5 separate regions of the Mus musculus genome follow, and regions 1, 2, 3 and 5 are each linked to region 4. The links are chromatin contacts, called in public ChIA-PET, HiChIP or PLAC-seq and promoter capture Hi-C maps. All regions are on one chromosome and are shown on one strand. Each heading gives the region's core, a stretch centred on a gene start, on an enhancer-like site or on the middle of the called end of the contact. The rest is flanking DNA. Distances are from core to core; before and after follow the strand shown. Region 1 overlaps Git2 (GIT ArfGAP 2). Region 2 holds the start of Cabp1 (calcium binding protein 1). Region 3 holds the start of Mlec (malectin). Region 4 holds the start of 2210016L21Rik (RIKEN cDNA 2210016L21 gene). Region 5 holds the start of Gltp (glycolipid transfer protein).

The links. Promoter capture Hi-C pulls out the DNA fragments that hold promoters and counts their contacts. ChIA-PET counts read pairs in DNA pulled down with a chosen protein or histone mark. HiChIP or PLAC-seq counts read pairs in DNA pulled down with a chosen protein or histone mark. Capture Hi-C pulls out chosen DNA fragments and counts their contacts.
Region 1: a promoter capture Hi-C map of hippocampal neurons shows a contact between it and region 4, with 2.8 times the contacts expected there. The contact joins the enhancer-like site here to the promoter of 2210016L21Rik in region 4. A contact is called at or near these places in 4 of 39 promoter capture datasets (the 3T3-L1 cell line, the HPC-7 cell line and hippocampal neurons), 3 of 115 datasets of contacts at active chromatin or transcription factors (embryonic stem cells and microglia) and 3 of 9 other capture datasets (adipose tissue, embryonic stem cells and pancreatic islet).
Region 2: a promoter capture Hi-C map of pancreatic islet shows a contact between it and region 4. The contact joins the promoter of Cabp1 here to the promoter of 2210016L21Rik in region 4. A contact is called at or near these places in 16 of 39 promoter capture datasets (the 3T3-L1 cell line, 3T3-L1-derived adipocytes, the C10 cell line and 11 more), 2 of 484 Hi-C or Micro-C datasets (bone marrow-derived macrophages and olfactory sensory neurons), 4 of 115 datasets of contacts at active chromatin or transcription factors (bone marrow-derived macrophages, forebrain, memory CD8 T cells and 1 more) and 4 of 9 other capture datasets (adipose tissue, liver, macrophages and 1 more).
Region 3: an RNA polymerase II ChIA-PET map of memory CD8 T cells shows a contact between it and region 4, with 254 read pairs. The contact joins the promoter of Mlec here to the promoter of 2210016L21Rik in region 4. A contact is called at or near these places in 19 of 39 promoter capture datasets (the 3T3-L1 cell line, 3T3-L1-derived adipocytes, the C10 cell line and 13 more), 1 of 484 Hi-C or Micro-C datasets (CD4 T cells), 14 of 115 datasets of contacts at active chromatin or transcription factors (the 230-238 cell line, the SCID.adh cell line, bone marrow-derived macrophages and 10 more) and 3 of 9 other capture datasets (adipose tissue, liver and pancreatic islet).
Region 5: an HNF4G HiChIP or PLAC-seq map of pancreatic cancer cells shows a contact between it and region 4. The contact joins the promoter of Gltp here to the promoter of 2210016L21Rik in region 4. A contact is called at or near these places in 6 of 39 promoter capture datasets (3T3-L1-derived adipocytes, the HPC-7 cell line, cranial neural crest and 3 more), 2 of 484 Hi-C or Micro-C datasets (Sertoli cells and embryonic fibroblasts), 14 of 115 datasets of contacts at active chromatin or transcription factors (the SCID.adh cell line, T-cell acute lymphoblastic leukemia, cardiomyocytes and 5 more) and 3 of 9 other capture datasets (adipose tissue, embryonic stem cells and pancreatic islet).

Annotation. Positions count from the first base shown.
Region 1 is chr5:114,742,589-114,745,288 of GRCm38.p6, reverse strand. It overlaps Git2 (GIT ArfGAP 2), which reads left to right. Exons shown (of 20, transcript NM_001347400.1): 14 at 1,409-1,558. Among named protein-coding and RNA genes, the nearest start is that of Mir7028, 24 kb to the right of the region's middle. Within about 2 kb of position 1,303, at least 62 of the 459 cell types and tissues checked have an H3K27ac peak or open chromatin away from gene starts, as enhancers often do. A contact at or near this core is called in hippocampal neurons, where this site is marked.
Region 2 is chr5:115,193,131-115,195,830 of GRCm38.p6, reverse strand. It overlaps Cabp1 (calcium binding protein 1), which reads left to right and starts at 1,450. Exons shown (of 6, transcript NM_001310712.1): 1 at 1,450-2,177. The coding sequence starts at 1,584. It overlaps Gm35515 (a long non-coding RNA gene), which reads right to left and starts at 1,493. Exons shown (of 3, transcript XR_387599.4): 1 at 941-1,493.
Region 3 is chr5:115,156,922-115,159,621 of GRCm38.p6, reverse strand. It overlaps Mlec (malectin), which reads left to right and starts at 1,446. Exons shown (of 5, transcript NM_175403.3): 1 at 1,446-1,819. The coding sequence starts at 1,588. It overlaps Gm35465 (a long non-coding RNA gene), which reads right to left and starts at 123. Exons shown (of 2, transcript XR_387598.3): 1 at 1-123.
Region 4 is chr5:114,940,876-114,943,575 of GRCm38.p6, reverse strand. It overlaps 2210016L21Rik (RIKEN cDNA 2210016L21 gene), which reads right to left and starts at 1,374. Exons shown (of 6, transcript NM_028211.1): 1 at 1,221-1,374. The coding sequence starts at 1,368.
Region 5 is chr5:114,689,606-114,692,305 of GRCm38.p6, reverse strand. It overlaps Gltp (glycolipid transfer protein), which reads left to right and starts at 1,371. Exons shown (of 5, transcript NM_019821.2): 1 at 1,371-1,547. The coding sequence starts at 1,445.

The sequences.
Region 1 (2,700 bases), core at 54-2,553, 200 kb after region 4:
ACACATGGCAGAAAAAGTAAAACTGGCAGAAGGGTTAGGCCTTGGAAGGTGCTGTGAGAGGGCTCAAGTTAGGCTCACTGCTAACTCAAGCCAAGCAAAGATTAAATAAATGCTCTTAAAATAAGGCCCTGTCACTGAGCAAGTGAAGGATCAGCGTTGACTCTAGGCTGAGGTCAGGACTGGAGGCTTCTCTGTGTCCCAGTGTGCTTAGCTCCTCCCCTCATGACCTCACTGATGGGGAAGCAGGGGACAGGAGACTATGCACTGCACAGGTGGTGCGCATCGCAAGAGCAGACAAGCTGGAGGTTAGGAGTTTGGAAGAGAGAGCATCAAGGGAGGAGCTCTTGACAGTACAGGGCTCTGAAACAAGGCCTCATAGATGTGCTGTCCTGCACCCGCGTAGAAGGCAGAACAAGAAAGCCTGGGCTGGAACAGCCTAGAAGAGCCCCACACTGTGCAGAGACTCTGGACAGCACAGTGAGGACCTCAGCTCTAAAGGGCATTGCAGCACGGCCTCAGGGCTCAGGCCAGTGGGGCCCAGGGAGAGAGACAGGGCACTGTTGAGTGAACAGGGGACAGGGCCAAGGGGTCTGCAGGCTGAACCCTCAGGACAGACTCAGATAGGCACTCCACAGACACTGAGTAACAAATAAACAAGAAGCTAGGCTGCCGAGGTCTGCAGGTTTGAAGCAGGGAGATAAGCTTAGATTTGTCCAGCATTTGCTGTTTGATATTGGCAGAAGGGACGCCCCTACCTGGACTGCCCCGTGCCAGTCCACTCAGTTACAGGCAGGGTCATTACCAGTCCCTCAGGGACGGACCATCCATTGATTGGCTGGGCTCCTGCTGCCCTTTCAGCCTCTCGCTGAGCACTGCTGCTGGACTCTCAGGAGCCCTGGCCTCCTCAGGCACGCCTTCCAGCTCCCCCAGCTCCTCCCCAGGCAGCCCAGCCAGCTGCTGCGTCCCACCCGCTCCATTGTCTGTGTCCCCAGCACTCAGTCCCTCTGTCCTGCCTTGGAACACCTTAGCCATCCCCTTTCCTGTGCTGCTGGAGTGTGAGCGCCATGGATGTAGCAGCCTGTCCTCTCTGTCACAGCGCACTGGAGACTGACTGATGCTCACTAGGTCATGTGGAGCGAGTGAATCCATAGAGTAAGCTCTTTAAGTTAGCAAGGACAGTGTGTGCAGGGCAGCGCAGAGCCTTGGCAGCCAGTGTCCACAGAGGTTTGCAGCGCTCTGCCTGCTCCTGCAGGAAGCTCTGCAGAGTGTCATGAGTCCTGGAGTGCCCCTGCCTTTCATATGGTCCACCTTTGCAGTCCAGCGGGCGTGGTGGAGATGGACATTCTTTAGCTGTTAGTCTTTAACATCATCATCGCGGATTGTGAACATTTTCCCGGTTTATTTTTAGAGCCTAGATTCAGATTTGTCAGATGGACCAGTCACTGTGCAGGAATTTATGGAGGTCAAAAGCGCCCTAGTGGCTTCTGAGGCCAAGAGACAGCAGCTAATGAAGGTGAATAACAACTTGAGTGACGAGCTGAGAATTATGCAGAAAAAGGTAACATGTTAATAAATGCCAGGATGGTTGACTCGTTGATCCCGGTCACCATGCTTATGGTCAGAGGGAAGAAAACATTTACTATAACAGACATAGACATACTGTCCTCTTGAAAGCAGGCTGTGTGTGTATGTTTGAAATGCAGCGCTCTGATGAGAAACGTGTTCAGTGTAGCACAGAGACTATAGCCCAGTGGTGGGTGGTGCATCTGCCTAGCATGAGCAAGGCCTGGGCCAGGGCCTGTGCTTGGCTGGGATTCTAATTCAGTGTATGTATGGACACAAAGCCTTGGGTTTGCACCTAAAAATGCATTCAGAGTAAACTCCCCTAGGAGAGACCTAGCAGCCCACTATTGGTGTGAGATAGCATAACTTTGCCCTGTCCTGGGCTTTCTGGGAATCTGGAAGCTACTGCTTGGGTGTGATTTTCCACACCTATTGCTGATTCTTAAAATTAATCTCACCATGCAGACAGAGCAGGCAGAAGCACGTGCTTCTCAGCGTAAGCCCTGGCACGTACCATGTGCCGTGCTTTCTCTGCTGGCACTGGCTCTGACTGCTACCCTGGCAACCCTCGCCAGCATCTCAGCCTGCTGTCACCACCTCGAGCAGGGCTTGACACACAGAAGACTGCCACATGTCTGCCTGTACTAACAAGGAGAGGCAACCCGTGTACGCTGCACTATCCTAGTCATTCCCCCAGGGCAGCCGTTCTCAACCTTTAGGGGACGTCAAGCAATCCTTTCACAGGGGTCGCCTAAGTCCATTGGAAAATGCAGAATTACAGATAGGAAGTAGTAACGAAATAATTTTATGGTTAGGGGTCAGCACAGCATGAGGAACTGTGTTAAGGGGACACAGCGTCAGGAAGGTTGAGAACCCCTGCTTCAGGGACTGGGAACTGCCTGTAGGAGAGGTCAGTGGGGAAGGCAGTGCTTGGGATGATGATGGAGAGCGACAGATGGGAAAGCCAGCTGTGCCCTAGACTCTGGGCACCGTAAGCATCGCTGACTGTCGTGAGAAAAAGCTCGCTATGCACCCCACGCAGAAAAAAATAGGCTGGCTTTGGGGTTTATACTATTGTTGAGGAACGCGATCTCAGACTCAGAGTATTGTAAGGCCTGGTCACAAGGTACATCTTCT
Region 2 (2,700 bases), core at 201-2,700, 250 kb before region 4:
TTTTTGAGACAGAATTTCTCTGTATAGCTCTGGCTGTCCTGGAACTCAGAAATCCGCCTGTCTCTGCCTCCCAAGTGCTGGGATTAAAGGTGTGCACCGTTACTGCCCAGCTTTATTTATTTATATGACAGGGTCTCATGTAGCCCAGCCTGGCCTGGAACTCGTTATTCTAACCCTCCTGTTTGCTTCTCCCAAGGGATTTCAGACATGTGCCACCACACCCAGATCCCCCCCCCAAAACACACACACACACACACACACACACACACACACACACGAGTTAGAATAGTTAAACAGAGTCTTACTCTGAAGCCTCAAGTTTATAGCAATTCTGGTTCCTCCACCTACCACATGCTGGAATTGCAGGCCCATGCCACCACGTCCAGATCTTTCTTTTTTTGCACATGCATAGGTAGAAATACACCATGCAAAAAAGAGGGTCCTCCTCGAAGCCCCGTGATATTGGGAGTCTGCCCATCTATCCTAATGAGGCTAAGCAGTGAGCAGGTTGTAAGGGACAGAGGATGGGCAGAGAACAGGGAGGCCCTCGCCTCCAAATCTTAACGTCCCTACTACTAAGCACCTTGGTACAAGGGGGCCTCAGGAGGTGCAGACTGGAGAGAAGCTGCTAAATGAGTGTGTGCCCTGTGCCAGCTCCCTCCTGCTGGAGTCTTTCTTGAGCACCAGGAAATCTTGTGTCGCCACGAAATCAGTTTGGGAAGAATCATTTGCATTTCACTGAAGAGGGGAAACCGGCTCAGGGAGGCTGATGACACTTGCCCAAGCTTCCCAGATGGCAAGCTGCAGAGCTGGGATTTGAGATTGAAACCAGCACAGTGTGACTTCCTGGATGCTTACCAAGGGCAGGAGTCCTCTCTCTAACAACTAGAAGGGCAGGAGGTGGTTCGATGGAGAAACAAGCATAGCCAACGTGTCCTACCTGGAACTTGACCACCACCAGGCACTTCCGGGACAGGTAGCTGCAGCCAGATGCCACCTGGCTCCTCTTCTGTTGTGTCAACTGTAAATTCCGTGGCTGACTTGCTCGGGGCAATCCTAGTCCGGTGTACTCTATGGAAGGTGGATGGACGAGGCATGGATACACTCCTAGCTTTATCCTTCCAGGTCATCTGGCTCCTGCGTTTGTCTGGATGGTGTCACAGAGTGCCTGCATCCTAGCTGAGTCTCTAGCGTCCTGCACCCCTTTGGTCCTATTGCCAAAGTTGTTCTCTCTGGAAAGTGCACCCTTGCTTGACTTTGGGGTGAGGGGGGGGCGACCGGCCGATCCTGGGCATGGAGGGATCCTCTGGGCGTGATAAGGGGCTCCGCCAGTCTCCTTGGGGGAGGTTAGCCAGCCCCTTCCCTCGTGCTCACATTCAGTGCCGCAGCGCCCCCTTGGCCACCAGAGGCGCCCGGAAGCGGGACTCCCCGAGCGCTGGGCGGGGCGAGGGGCGGGGCGCGGCGGCACCTGGGCCGCGGGAGAGCCGGGGGTGGGCTCTCGGGGGACAACCAGCTGCCCCCCCAGATCTGCAGCGCCGGCCGCCGGGAGCTCGAGGCTCCAGGCGCAGAGGCTGCGCTGTCACATGGGCGGCGGCGACGGGGCCGCATTTAAGCGGCCAGGGGACGGCGCCCGCCTGCAGCGCGTCCTCGGGCTTGGCTCCCGCCGGGCGCCCCGCTCTCTGCCCTCCGGGGGCCCCGCACCACCCCCGCCGGGCCATGCGAGCGCGGGCCCCGCCGCGATGAGCTCGCACATTGCCAAGAGCGAGTCCAAGACGTCGCTGCTCAAGGCGGCGGCGGCGAGCGGGGGCAGCCGGGCTCCCCGCCACAGCTCTGCGCGGGACCCCGGGCTGCGTGGCCGCCGGCTGCCCGGTCCCTGCCCCGGCTCGCCTCCACCGTGCGGGGACCCCAGCTCGCGGAGGCCCCTGTGCCGGCCCGTGCCGCGGGACGAGGGCGCGCGCGGGAGCCGGCGTGGGCTGCCCCAGGCGCACTGCAGGCCCCGGGAGACGCTACCGCCGGCCCGCGGGCGCGATGGGGAGGAACGGGGGCTGGCGCCAGCGCTCGGTCTACGGGGCTCCCTGCGATCGCGGGGTCGCGGGGACCCGGCTCCTGCTGGCACCCCCGAGGCGGACCCGTTCCTCCACCGGCTGCGCCCCATGCTCAGCTCCGCCTTCGGCCAGGTAAGGGCCGCGCCCCTCGCCCGCGCTCCGGGCACCGGCGCTCGGGACCCTACGGCGGCGGCGCGTCCCCGGTTCTGCTCGCTCTGCCCAGTCGGGGTGCACCTTGGCTCATCCTGTCCTCCCGCGGCCCTGGCGCTCCGCCACCCCCGTGTCTGATTCAGCACCCTGTGCGCTGTCCACACTTCGGGCCTCTTCCTGGGCGCCGCTCAGCTGAGCCTGCCTCGCACCTGCAAGAGCGACCTCCGCAATCCTCCGGGAGATTTTCCAGGGTCGTGAGCAGCGCTTGGAGCAGGCGGCGCCAACCTTCTCCTCTCTCTGGCCTCTGGCGACCCAGAGGAGCGAAGGGCTTGGAGTCTGAGCGGCAAAGGGGGAGGGCCTGGGAGTACAGCGAGTTGCTTGTGGATGATTTATACTAGCCGTGACTTAGAGTGTCCTCAAAGGTCTGGGAAAGTTAGGGGATTGGAAAAATGGGGAGGAGAAGAGATGTCTGGACAGGCATGAAGGGTCTGTCCAGAGCTACGGC
Region 3 (2,700 bases), core at 197-2,696, 220 kb before region 4:
ACCTGTATGTCTACGTGTCACGGACACACAATGAAGGTCAGAAAACCGCGACCCCTTCTTTTTTTTTTAGTTTTTCTCTGTATAGCCCTGGCTGTTCTGGAACTCACTTTGTAGACCAGGCTGGCCTCGAACTCAGAAATCCGCCTGCCTCTGCCTCCCAAGTGCTGGGATTAAAGGCATGTGCCACGACCTCCTGGCCTTTGGGCCCCCACATCCTTAGCAGCCTTAAGGGGACTGGGGGTAAAAAAACCCATGTTCTCTGCCAAAGCAGCTAGCGCTCTAGACACCGAGCCATCTTTCCAGCCTCCTATTTATTGTTATAGAGACAGGATCGCACTCTTGGAGCTCAAGCTGGCCTTTTAAAACTCCCGGTAATCATCCTGCTTTAACCTCTGAGAATACAGGCACGCGTCACCTGGCGTCAGCGCGCCCAGAGTTGTTTTATGTTCCTTTTTCTGAACCTCAAAAATCAAATTCAACCGGGCTTTCCATGTTTTGTCCGCATTATCTGTATGGACAGGATAAGTACTTATGGAACAAATGATTCCACTTCCCCCGCTTGGCTGGGTCGGAAAAATGGGAGTTGAGGCAGATACCCAAGGGCATGGACAATAACGCAGAAGAGCGCTGTGTGAAATGCCAAAGCAGGGAGCTCGGGTCGTGCCAGTGGTCCCCAGCAGGAGGAGGAGGAGGAAGCCCCTAGCTCCACTTAGGTTTCCAGGCCCGCCAGGGACCGTCGCCATGGAGACGCAGGCACCCTGGAGCCCCCTCCCCCTAACAGCCACGCGTTTCCGCTGCGTTGGAGCATTCTGATTGGACGGCCTCCTGGACGCTACCACACACCAAGCGCCTGCTAAGGGGTGACGGTGGGGACCGTATCCTCGCGGGACTCGCGTGTCCCGCCACCTGTTCACATGGCATCCAAGGGAGAGACGGGCCCCGATGCTCCACCCGGGGACAAACCATCGCTCGGCTTGCAAGAGCCTGGGCTCTTGCTTTCTGAGTTGAAGGAGGAGGGATGGAAAAGGCGGCAACGCCCCCTTCTGAGCTGACTCGGTCCCCAGCTCTAGAGCACCGGAAGTGTTGGCGACGTGTCAGTGCGCCCTTCTCTAAACCTTCCCCGGCCCAGGCCACCTTTCCCAGTCGACTGTGGGATTCCGGGGCGGCCTGGGCGCTGCACCCGCCACTTCCGCATGGAACCGCCGCTTCAACCGAACTCCCTCCCTGGGCGCGCGCTCCTTCTCGTGCCCCGTGGTTGGGCCGGAGCCTAGGCGCGGCCACTCCCCTCCCCGGACGCACCAGCCAATGGCGCGGCCGCTCTCGGCGGGGTGGTGGGTAATTCATGAGGGCCTCCCTCTGATTGGCTGAGGCGCTCCGGGCTGAGGGCTGGGCGTCGGGGTAGGTTGCTCCCGAGGTGGGAGGCGGCGCCCCAAGGCCGAGGAGGTGGAGGAGGAGGAGGAGGAGGCCCTGAGAGCGACATGTCCCGGGTTGCCGAGGCAGAACGGTCCGCTGCGCTGTTCTCCTGAGTTGGGGGCGGCCGGCCGAGGACGAGGGTCGGCAGGGGCTGCCCCCGCCGTGGTGGCCGCCATGCTGAGGCCCCGGGGAGCCGAGGGAACCGCTGTGGCGCTTCTCCGGCTGCTTCTGTTGCTGCTGCTGCTGGGACCGAAGCTCCGGGGTCCGGGGCTCGGCGTGGTCGGCGCCGCCGGGGCCGGACTGCCGGAGAGCGTCATCTGGGCAGTGAACGCAGGCGGCGAGGCGCATGTGGACGTGCACGGGATCCACTTCCGCAAGGACCCTCTGGAAGGCCGGGTGGGCCGAGGTGAGAGCCCCTCCGGCCGAGCCTGGGGGGGTCCGCAGCCTGGGAGCAGGGCGCAGCTGCGGGCCTCGAACCCCTTCCTCTCCAGCCGGGAGACCACAGCCTTGGAACGAAGTTTCTCTCTGCAGTGAACCTACCCCCAGCCCCCCAACCCCCCACCCTCCAGGGACCTGGCCAGGACCCAGGGCCTAGCCCTGACTGGAAGCTTCCAAGAGCCATCGAGGCATAGAGTTGGCGAGAAGTTTATATTTAGACCCTTTCTCATTTTACCTTGCCCCAGCCCCTCATCCCACCCAAGCTGGGAATGTAAAAGGCAAGGGTGGCCTTTTGCCTGGCGCCTGGAGGCCTCGCAGGTTGGAGGTCATCGACTCCGCTGCTCTGCCATCCATCGCGACGGTTTCCAGGAGATGCTTTGCCCACCCTACAGATCACCCGCCGTTTTCCGTGCCCCTTCCAAGCCCGGGACTGAGGCTTGATTCTTCGCCAGAACGGCAGGGAGTCTTCGAAGGGGGAATAGTACGGGAAAGTTTGACTGTGGCACCCCTCCCCTCCCCTCCTTTGGAATTTGTATGCTTAAAAGTCAAAGCCACCCGACGGGTGTCGGTATATCGCAGCCCATCCTGCCTATGAGGTCAACCTGTGTAAGGTTTGAGTGTGACCCCCGGGTGATCGTAAGACGTTTGATCCCAGCTTAGGGGGAAAGTGGGTTTTACAGAGTTTCACAGTTCACAACGGCCAAATGAGAATTTTGAGGGCAGATGGTTAAAAATACAGGTTCACAACGGCCAAATGAGAATTTTTGAGAACAGATGGTTAAAAATACAGGTTCCTGGGCAGTCTCTAGACACAGTAGACAAACTTTTTTTTTTTTTTTTAACTTAACT
Region 4 (2,700 bases), core at 125-2,624:
GAAGACAAGATGGCTCTCCAGATACTTGCCACCAAGCCTAACCACTTCAGTTTGATCCCCAGGACCCACATGACTTCTAAGCTCCCATGACACCTGTGTGAGTCTACAGACACACAACATAAAATGTAATAGAATAATCTAAAGGCCACTTTTTAAACCAGGCTTGGCAACACACACCTTTAATCCCAGCACTCAGAAGGCAAAGGCAGGCAGATCTCTATGAGTTTAAGACCAGTCTGGTTTATGTAGCGAGTTCTAGGGCAGTCAGAGCTACATGGGAGACTCTATGTCTAAAATAAAATAAAATAAAACTATAAGTTATATACTTTGTTTTTACATCGGTCCCCTTCTGAGACTTGAAAATGTTTACTGTTGTATGTCTAAGTCACATGACAACTTTTGGGAGTTAATCCTCTCTTTTACCATGGGTTCTGGGAATCCAGTGAGGTTGGCAGGTTTGTGTAGCAATTGCTGAGGCAACTCACTGATCTGGAAATGGAACTAGACATCTCAGGGGCTTTATGGTGGGTAAGAGTGTAAATGATTCTTTTCCAACAGTGTACTGTGAAGAAAATGTTTGGATGTATCTGTAAAAGGCTGTAACGAGATGTAACAATATGGTGTCGTCTACTGGGACAAACAGGTATTATCACGTGACTGTGGCTTGTAGCTCACATGCAGGAGAGGAGAAGGTATTAAATTCCCACGAGGAGTTCAAGTACAGATGCAATATATATATATATTTCTGCCTACTCTCTAAATTATAAGGCCTGTTGGATTCTCTAACCATGATTAAGAGTCATTATACTGGCAGATGCCGGATACATTCCGTCTGCTAGGCAATCTCTCGTTTAGGTATACTCCCGGGTGAGCTCAGTCTGAATGAGACATCAAGTGAGGGCCGAGAAAGTCGGGATTCTGAGACTACAAGAAGGAGGGGCATCACGGTCATCTCAGACAGGTGATGGGTTGGTTACCTTTCCAGAGGGAGGACACAGGACGCATTGAGGAAAGCAGTCAGGAGGCATTTAGGTGCCTCTGCGGCCTCCACGGGAATAAAGCAATCACCCTCTGCCCTCGGTGTCAGTGTGATCCCCAAAAGATCTCAGAAGCTCCCCCAAGAAAGCTCCTCTAAAACGTCAGGACGCCATGGCTCGCACCCCACCACGCATCCGTTTCAGGCCCCCGGGGAGGAGCCTGAGCCCCAGAAAGTCCCCTACCGGCTTCGGGTCTCTCCGCTGCCCCCGGGCGCTGCTCCAGCCCCCAGGCGGGCGTAGCCGCCTCGCGACAGCGTGCCAATTCCTCCGCATCGCTGCTGCTACTGCTGCTGTTCTCCGAATCGCTCATTGCACCGCTGGGCGCCACCATCCTGGGATGCCGCAAGGGGTTGTGGGGGGTAAAAAGCTTCCCTCTCACATGACCCACCTGTCAGAGCATCATGGGAATTGTAGTTCCCAGACCACCATTGGCGGCGAACGGTACAGAAAAATGAGCTCCGGAAGGATCCAGGAGACCACCACCTTCTCCAATCTTTTTGTTGTTGTTGTTTTTCTTTTTCCTTTTCTTTTTTCTCCTCTCATCCCCTCCCCTTTCCTCTCCTCCCCGTCTCTCCTTGTGATCCCCTCCCCACCTTTTCTCTTTTTTTCTCTTGTTTGCACAGGGAACGATAATACCCTAAAGTCAAACAAGAAGATGACAGAAGCAGGATTAGTTTTGTTTTTATTTTTAATTTTTTAAGGAAAAATGAATTCATGTGCGATTTAATGAAATCGGGAAGGCAACTAGCCACCTTTTTTACTTCAGGTTTTGATCTTAGGAAGATTGTTAAACTGTAGGCTTTTGAGGGTCTGACAAACAAACAGAACAAACAAATCAGATCGGAATGACTCTTGGAACAGCGGAGGATTTAGCAGTTAGTGCATAGTCCGTAAAACACCTGTAGACTAGCACTTGAGAGCTTTTGTGTGTGTGTGTGTGTGTTTTGTTTTTTTTTTTTTGTTTTTTGTTTTTGTTTTTTTCCCGAGACAGAGTTTCTCTGTATATCCCTGGCTGTCCTGGAACTCACTTTGTAGACCAGGCTGGCCTTGAACTCAGAAATCCGACTGCCTCTGCCACCCAAGTGCTGGGATTAAAGGTGTACACCACCACTACCAGGCAACATTTTTTTTAAGATTTATTTTATGTATATGAATGAATACTGTAGCTGTCTTCAGACACACCAGAAGAGGGCGCCAGATCCCAATACAGATGGTTGTGAGCCACCATGTGGTTCCTGGAATTGAACTCAGGACCTCTGGAAAAGCAGTCAGTTCTCTTAACCTCTGAACCATCTCTCCAGCCCTACACAAAGTTTTCTGCTCTTATGAAACACAACTGTTTAATTGCAGAAAACGAAGACTTTTTTTTAATGTCACTCCTTAATACATATCAGATTAATACACCTTTTGATTGTTTTCTATTAGAACACCCGAGCTTAAAAGTTGCCGTTTGAGTTGTTTGAGTTTCATTACAAAAGTGATTGACTTTTGACCTGGGTTTAAGACAGCGTTTCCAACAACTTCCGAAGCAGCCCCACCCATGTGTCTGTTGTTGTGTACAATACTGGCGAGAGGGAGCACTGTTGGCATTGCTGACTTCAGAACCAGCACATTGACACTCTGAAAACACTGACGAAGTTCTGTGTCCCATGGTATCAAATAT
Region 5 (2,700 bases), core at 122-2,621, 250 kb after region 4:
TTGTGTCGAGTCACATGTGGTTTCTGAGTGTCTCAGCTGGAATGGAGCAGGTTGAGCCATCAGGATTCTCTCTGAAGCCAGAGGCCCCAGTGCAGGCTGTTATCTCTCCATGGAATTAGGGAGTCTTCCCAAAGGTGGGTGGGGTTCTGGCAGAGCTGGGACACTGGGGAGGCTGTTGTAGGAAGATTGCATCTTGGGATGCCCGAGGCGGGGAGTCTGGGTGGGGTGGGAACAAGCTGAAATTGGTGGCTTGGGCACCTATCAGTAGGAGATCTAACGTGACTGGGCATGCAAGAGATAAGGACGGTCGGATCTTTCCCCGCCCGCGACTTCTTGGGGTCATGCCTGTAGTTTGGGTCAATCTTTCTGCCATCTGCCTCCTGAAAGGGTAAATTAAAATCATTTAACAAGATTTAGTATATGCTTTTCTGGCCCCTAGACATCTTCTCACTGCCCTTACTATGAACCACAACTAATTTCCTTCCTTCCTTCCTTCCTTCCTTCCTTCCTTCCTTCCTTCCTTCCTCCCTCCCTCCCTCCCTCCCTCCCTCCCTCCCTCCCTTCTTCCCTCCCTTCCTTCCTTTATTTTTTGGTTTTCGAAACAGGGTTTCTCTGTGTATCCCTGGCTGTCCTGGAACTCACTCTGTAGACCAGGCTGTCCTGGAACTCAGAAATCCACCTGCCTCTGCCTCCCGAGTGCTGGGATTAAAGGCGTGCGCCACCACTGCCCAAATTACTCCCAGCCCCTGCTCGCCCTTCCCGTGCACCGCTCACAGCTCTCCGGCTCCCTCAATTTAAGGCTTTGCTTAAGCGCCATGGTCACTCTATCCTCCGTGACCATCACAGTACGGAGCAGCAGCAGTGCAGAGTAGGATTACTGAATACTCAGTGTGGGCGGAGTACCAGGCTCTCCACTTGGAATTTGGGCTGTTATCTCTCCATGGAATTAGGGAGTGTTCCCTAAACACACTGAGCTCTGTGTTTCAGGACGCAGCAGCTAGGCTGCATTGTGGCTGAGGTGAGCCGGGGTGTAGGCTGTGGGGCGCGAACCTGGCACTTTGGAGGACCCTGGATTGGGAAACAAGGCCCCGTCAGGGTTTGAGCTGTAAACCCGGCCAGAGCATCCCAACCTGGGCGCGGCTCACCAGGTGCAAGACGCCCGCGCTTCCGCTAAGCCCCGCCTCCAGACCAATGGCGCGGCGGCTGCGGGGGCGGCGGGCTTCGATTGGTCGGAAGGGCGCGGCGGTGGGCGCCCATTGGCAGAGCCCCTGAGGGGCGGGGCCGAGTGCTCCATGGCTCCGGCCTGCGGGCGGCGCTCGGCGCTCGCTGCGAGGCGCGGGCGGAAGTGGCGACGCTGGCGTCCCGGGAGGCGGCGGGCGGCGACAGCCCGGGCGCGGACGCCCTCGGCGCGGGCTGGGGCATCACCAAGGGCCTCGACCCCGAAATGGCGCTGCTGGCCGAGCACCTGCTCAAGCCGCTGCCCGCAGACCGGCAGATCGAGACCGGGCCCTTCCTGGAGGCTGTGGCTCACCTGCCGCCCTTCTTTGGTGAGTCCCGGGCTTTGCCAGTCCTCCTCACCTGCCCAGATCCCTCTTCCTCAGATGCACCCGGGCCCTTAACTCCCTGTCATCCATTGCACCCAAACACCGCTTGCTATTGCACCGTGGGCATGCTTCATCAGCCCTCCGGCTGCGCCTAACATCTTCATCCCCGGCTTCATTTTCCGCCCCCTTCAGAATGGTTCTCAATTCTCCCCCACCCTCACTCTGAACGATAAGCCCTACCCCCCACCCCAGCCTCTTCCCATCCCAGACCAAAGAACACCCCCATCCCACCCCACCACCTCCAAGGACTTGAAGATGGAGCTGCAAAACTCAAGGGCCCTTTTTAGAGGAAGTCATGAAAAGGGTTTCCCCCATCTGGGAAAGGGGGCTGGATTGTGGGGGTGATGTCAGCTGCAGGGTGCTTAGCTCGGATCCCCACCCCCTTTCGAAAAGGAAAAAGTCCGGTCTTCCATATGTCAAGTTGAAGCACCTCCCAGGAGCGCTGGAATGAGTCCCCAAGCCACTTTCAGGCGCGTTCTCTCCCCGCCCCTCCTCCAGCCTAAGACCTTGTTGTAAAGTGGAAGGAAAACTAATGCCTCCTGCCCTGCCCTTTGCCTTGCGGTTCACAGAGGGTGCTGCTACCTGAGCCCAGCTTTCTTCTTGGTGGGGACGCTCCCAGCGCCCTACCCTGCTAGCTCACTTGGTGACTTTGCAGGATGACACCAGCTCCCGGGTACAGAGTCCAGTTGAAATACTTGGACAGAGCCTTGAAACCGCCTTAGCCTGAGGAGGTCTGGCACCCACTCAACCCCTGGTGGGGATAGGGCGTGTGTGGCCATGTAGATCTGTGTCTTGGAGTCCCTATCTGTGAAATGGCAGGTTTGGGGGTGGGGACTAAATGAGAGCCTGTGAAGGGTGGGTGTTAGCTGTGGAAAGGAACTTGTGTGAAGTTCTTGAATCTAGTTTCGGGCCCAATGCGCCAGCCTGGAGGAGCATCCCGAGAGCAGGTCTCAGGCTTTCTCAGAGGCTGAGAAAGCTCCAGCACTGCCCAGTGGGTGCTCTGTCAACCCGTGGCATGCCTAAGACCTGCTTTTTTTCGCCTGTATCTCAGCTGTAGATCAGATTGCATCTCCAGAGAGAGGGAGCTGTTGGCGTT